Regions from separate parts of the Sus scrofa genome. Here region 2 is linked to region 1. A link is a contact called in public targeted proximity ligation data. All regions are on one chromosome and are shown on one strand. The core of a region is the stretch at or near the end of the contact, and the rest is flanking DNA. Distances in the headings are between cores, read along the strand shown.

Region 1 (2,943 bases), core at 223-2,722:
CGTCTGTCACCTACACCACAGCTCACGGCACCGCCAGATCCTTAACCCACTGAGTGAGGCCAGAGATCGAACCCACATACTCATGGATCCTAGTGGGATTCATTTCTGCTGCACCACAAGGGGAACTCCCCTTATATTTCAATTTAAAAAACAGAAAAACAAACAACAACAACAAAAAAACAACCATGCAAAACTCGCTCCTGGGTTCTCACCCCTTCCTCCCTCAGCCACCCACCAGCCTTTTGGATTTCAATTTCCTTATCTAAACACAGACTCTATTCTCCATCTCAATTAGCTTCCTGTTGTAGTAGATCCCAGTTTCATTTGCAGGCCTTTTTCCAGGTGAAACCAAGCAGGACCCGGTGGGGCTCCTGGGCACAAGCTTTTTTTCTGTGTCCCCCACATCGTGTTTTTAGGGAATGAGCTTCGGCCTCCTTGACCTTCCCTGAGTTCCAAAGGGCAGGTTCAAACAGTTGCTGAAGGGAGGAACCAGAAACCACGGGGCGCAGTGCAGCTTTGGGGCAGGGTCCTGGTTCCTCCTTAAGGAATATGCATAATACCTTTGAGTGCTTCTGCAGAACCTAAAACCCCCAACAAAAGAAAACCTCAAGGAGGGCCTCCAGACCCAGTCCCGGGGCCACTAAACACCAACTCTGAAGAAGAATCAAAGCTTGCATCTGCCCTGATCCTTATCTGGGGCCCTATTTTCTGCCTCCTCAACTATAAAACCACTTTCTATTGCTTCCCAAAGGCGGGCACAGTCTTCAGGACATTAGCCTGCTGTGCCCTCCTTTGCCTGGCAAAGCAATGAAGCTATTTTTGTTTCTCCTTCACCCAAAACCCTGTTTCTGTGTTTCTCTTAGCACTGGTACACAAAGGCCGAGTTTTGGCAACCCATGTAACCCTTACAGTAACAGCCTATGGTAGCACCGCAGCTGCTAAGTCCATTGACTGGATGCGGAAACTGAGATACAAGAATGGTTAAGTGACTTATCCGGCTGGTCGTGATGCCTGATGACCTGGCTGGTAAACAGCAGAGGAACCAAGATCTCACTCCAAGTTTAGACCCACCCATGCCAGCTCCAACGCTCCAGGCCTGGGAAGGATCATTCTGACTCATTTCCCCTGAGAACACACAGGTCAATGTCAGGCCCCAGCTTCCAGGAACTGAAGTCCTTACTAACATGCAACCAAAGTCTAGGCTGCACTGATCTCAGGTCAGAGCCAAAGACAGGAGAGTGGAATGAGCAGGGCAGGACCCGGTTACCCTCGGTGTGGGGGATGTGGGGGGCATGGAATGCCCCAGCTGGCAGGCAGAAACTCTGATGGCTATTTCCAGCCCCGGACCCAGGGATTAATAATGAGCTGGGGTGGATTTGCTAAACAGTTTTCTAAAGTGGAGAGAGGGGTGGTTGCTAATTCTGGAGGTGGATTTCATCACCAGCTCCCAGGCTGTGATGTGACTTCCTCAGAAAGCAGAGCAGCCAGGAAATCTCACTTCTGTTTCCTGCGGGGTGACGGACAGCCCTTCCTCAGGGGAAGAGCCCAAGGTTCAAGAGACGTGTAGGGGTGTGGAGGGGGACACCCAAAAGGCCCAGGCAGGGTGAACCCCCACCGGGCACCCAGCCTGACCTCCTGCTGGTTTCTGGCTACCAGCTCCTGGTGGTCACGACCTCACTTTCTAAAGGACAGCTCCAACCTTGCCACACATGTCCAGGGGCTCATGGCTGTACCCCAAGCTTCAAGCCACCTTTGTAACCTAGACTACTCCCCCTCCCACAACCATCTCTGTTTAAGCCCTGCCTTTCTGCATTCAGTAAATTCATTCACCAAACAAATACTGAGCAGCCACGTCAAGTGCTGTAAGTTAACTTCCAGATGGGTAAGACCTAAGTCCTGGCTTCAAAGGGCACAATCGGGAGTTCCCATCATGGCTCAGCGGAAACGAATCTGACTGGTATCCATGAGGACGCAGGTTTGATCCCTGGCCTTTCTCGGTAGGTTAAGGATCTGGTGCTGCCGTGAAGCTGTGGTGGAGGTTGCAGACGCAGCTTGGATCTGCATTGCTGTGGCTGTGCCGTAGGCTGGCAGCTGTAGCTCTGATTCAACCCTAGCCTCAAAAGACAAAAAACAACCCCCTCCCCCAAAATAACAAAGGGCACCATCTAGGTGGGGGGAAAGATGTCAGCACTGCCACACCGCCAGGGAGAGGAAGGGCTGGTGGGTGGCTGCAGGGAGGCCGGGGGTGAGGATGTGACTAGGCTGAGGGTTCAGAGATGACCACCCTTCCCTGGACCCCGGGAGTCGGCCTGGAGAAGGGGCCTGCAGGGCCGTCCTGAGGAGAGACCAGCCCCAGGCACGGATGTGGGCCAGTGCCCAATGGCAGTGCTGCTGCAGAGCTGAAAAGGCATAGGGGAGGCTGGGAGCAAAGAGCCCAGGTTACAATGAAAGGGAAATGGAAGCGAGAACCGCCGTCCAAGCAACTTCCCCACAAGCACCACTCAGCTCAAAACCCATCAATAAGAAAAATTCTGAAAAGCCCAAATCTTAAAGCCCGAGTTATCAGAGGGTCAGGCAGTGACTGAGTAGACATCTTGATGAGTGTACAAGGCTCTCACCTCGACAGTGGAAAATGGATACAGCTTAATGTCTCTTAGTGGGTGAGTAACAGCGACGAAAACTTTCATCGGGCTCTACTCATCTGGAAATAGGAATTGCTAACAGCTGGTGAATGTGTGCCATGCGCCAGCCCTTGGTCTAGGCCTCCAACATACCTACTAATGCCTCTGCCTCCCCACAGCCCGTTATGGAAGATTCTGGGATTATCCCCACTACCCAAGGGGGAAAACCCTGGCTCAGGGAGCCTTGGTCACCTGCCCAGGTGAACAGGAAGGGAATACAGAATCTGTTTCTAGATCTAAGGTATGGTGAAAGCTAAAACAC
Region 2 (2,943 bases), core at 240-2,739, 110 kb before region 1:
GTCAAGTCCTCAATTCAGTCTGTCGATAGAGAGCAGGGTGTGGGGAAGATCAGGGTCATCTTACCGGTGGGAAGGCCTCCTAGAGGGTCGGAGAAGAGGAGTGGGGAGGGAGGGTTGAGTATGAACGCGGTGGGGATGGGCTGATAGAGCTGGCGCCGCGGTGCGGGCAGGTGGGCGGCGGCCGGGCCTCTCCCGCACGTCCCTGGCCTCCGGGGTGGAGGCGGGCTGCGGGGGGCCGGGCTTGCCCAGGTAACTGCCCATGAGGAGCAGTTCAGCGGGGTCAGGTCCTTCGAGTAAGCTCCGCGGCTCTAGAAGATTTCCGTTTACTGCCGACTTGGCCGGGGGCGAGGCGAGCAGTGTTCGCTGACGGCGCGCGTTCCGAACGAGCGAGGAGAAGGCGCGCGAACTTCGGGGCTCGCGGCTCAGTCCCCACCAGGCCGCGGTAGCCCCCACAGCTAGCCAGGCCAGCGCAGCCGCCGCCGGCACCAGGTACAGCACGAGGCCGAGCAGCGACAGGCCGAGCAGTGCCGCCCCTGCCGGCCCTCCGCAGCCCCAGCCCCGGGCCCGACCGTCCCTGACACTCGCTATCAGCCGCCGCCGGTCGCCTCTTCCAGCCGCCGCAGCTGCCGGAGACATCGCGGCTCCGCGCCGCGGAGAAGACTTAAATATCCCAGCGTGCACCGCGCCGCGCGCCGCGTCACCGCGCGCCGCTTGCGTCACTTCGCACGCGACTTGTAAGAGCAACCGCGAGGGGCAACGCTTCTGCCTGGCAACGCGCTAGACCCGACCAATTTCAGAAAATGCTGCCTCGCTGAAACGCCGAGTTCTGATTCTTGAGGCTTCCCGCGTGACCACACGCACAGCACTCATCAAGAGGTGAGCCTGTTGGAAGAGTCACAAAAGCGACTGCTCACCTAATGTTTTCTAGCGGGCTCAACACCCTCTAGGAGATTGTTTTCAGGCACTTTTCACAATTGCTACCTGAGGTTGCGAGTTTTTTCAGTTACTCTGTTTTCTGCCTTCGGCAGAAACTGCTAAAAGGAGTTGACTTCAGCAACAATAAAAAGCAAGACCAACCCAAACTAACCACCCTTGTTAATATGGATCTCGTACTATAAACTCCCGATCAGACAGCCTAAGAGTCTAGTAAACTGCAGATCAGACCTGAAGCTGCAATATGTTTGTGTTTCTGCAATATACATCTCTAAAGGGGGACAATGATCTACGAAATTTCACACTGTGGTCCAGAATCGGGTAGATTTTTGGGATTTGTGATTAATTTACCTGTGTTAAGTTTGGTAGCCTGAGAGAGTAGGTTAGTGGTTGTCTAGGGCTGGGGAGTGTGTTCGGGGTTGGGGGATGGATAGTATCTGCTAAAGGATAGTTTCCTTTGGAGGGAGGGGTACAAAAATGTTTTAAATTAGATTATGGTGATTGTTGTATAACCCTGTGAATTGTATGGTTTTTGAATTATATCTTAATAAAACTTTCTTTAAAAAAGTTGGGGAGGGAGTTCCCGTCGTGGCGCAGTGGTTGATGAATCCGACTAGGAACCATGAGGTTGGAGGTTTGATCCCTGGCCTTGCTCAGTGGGTTGGGGATCCCGTGTTGGCATGAGCTGTGGTATAGGTCACAGACATGGCTCGTATCTGGCGTTGCTGTGGCTGTGGTGTAGGCCAGCAGCTACAGCTCCAATTAGACCCCTAGCCTAGGAACCTCCATATGCCATGGGTGCAGCCCTAGAAAAGACAAAAAAAAAAAGGGTTAAGGATCCGGGTTGTCATAAGTTATAGGTCACAGACCTGGCTCAGATCCCGTGGTGCTGTGGCTGTGGTGTAGGCCTAGCTGTAGCTCTGATTTGAACCCTAGCCTGGGAACTTCTATATTTAGGGTGTGGCCGTAAAAGACAAAAAAATAATAATAAAAAGTTCGGTGGTCTGCCAATTCAGGCTTTGGCCTAGCTCAGCTTCCTCAGCTATTCATTCATTCATTTCTTCATACTATTACTGATATACATTACAGAGATTAATGGGGGGGCAGAACACTGGGTCTCTGATCTCTAGATAACCTCAGTTTAGTAGGGAAGAAAGATATGTAAATAGAAAGTTGTAACAGTGGGATAACAGGCACAAAGAGGGAAGGAATAACGGGGAAGATAGGCTGGGAGGGGTTACTTGAGCTGAGAAAAGTGGCTTACAGGTTCAAGGTAGATGAAAGCATTTTTCAGAAGCACAGAGATGGAAAGTATGACACAGGAGTCTGCAAACAGTTCATTATAGCTGAGATTAGGGTTTTGGTGGCAATAGGGAGATGGGAAAGATAGGAAGGGCTAAGTAAAGATGCCTCTGGGGCAACTGGGAGAGACAAGTGAGCAGTTCTTTTCCTCCCCAACCCATTCCCAGGGCAATGATGCTTCTATTTGTTGAATATTCTGTGATTCCATTCAAAACCTCATTCGAAAAGGAAAGGGTTTGGGCTGTGTTACTTAAGGGAAAAAAAAAATCTCATCAGTATTGGTATCAGTGGAATAGTGGAACAAAAGCCAAGCTACAATGGGTTAAACAGTGATTAGAAGATGAGTAGATGGAGGCAATGGCTGCAAACTTCCCATCAACAAAATTCAATAATAAGAGAAGATGAAAGATAATATCTTTCTCAGCAGGATCCTTTAAATTATCACATGTTACTGTTCAGGAGAGGAGTTAGAAGTAAACCATCAGTGTACAGATGCTACAAGACTAAGTAATATTTCTTGGCAGTTAATTAAAGAGATCCAAGGCCTGAGCCCTGGGGCACCTCAACATTCAGAGGGCAAAGATAGAGACACACAAAAAGCACAAATCATTTAGTAAAATACAGATAAATATGACTACATTGAAATTTCACACTTCTGTTTGGGAAAAGACAATACAGGCTGCTAAAAGACAAGCCAAGACTGGGAAA

What was found.
Region 2: a targeted proximity ligation map of alveolar macrophages shows a contact between it and region 1. A contact is called at or near these places in 1 of 5 promoter capture datasets (fetal skeletal muscle), 3 of 47 Hi-C or Micro-C datasets (adipose tissue, embryonic fibroblasts and epiblast stem cells) and 2 of 2 datasets of targeted methods (alveolar macrophages and skeletal muscle).

What each region holds. Positions count from the first base shown.
Region 1 is chr3:10,494,965-10,497,907 of Sscrofa11.1, reverse strand. The region is part of intron 1 of HIP1 (huntingtin-interacting protein 1); the gene reads right to left. Among named protein-coding and RNA genes, the nearest start is that of HIP1, 80 kb to the right of the region's middle.
Region 2 is chr3:10,607,621-10,610,563 of Sscrofa11.1, reverse strand. It overlaps POM121C (nuclear envelope pore membrane protein POM 121C), which reads right to left and starts at 1,489. Exons shown (of 14, transcript XM_003124420.5): 1 at 65-1,489. The coding sequence starts at 636.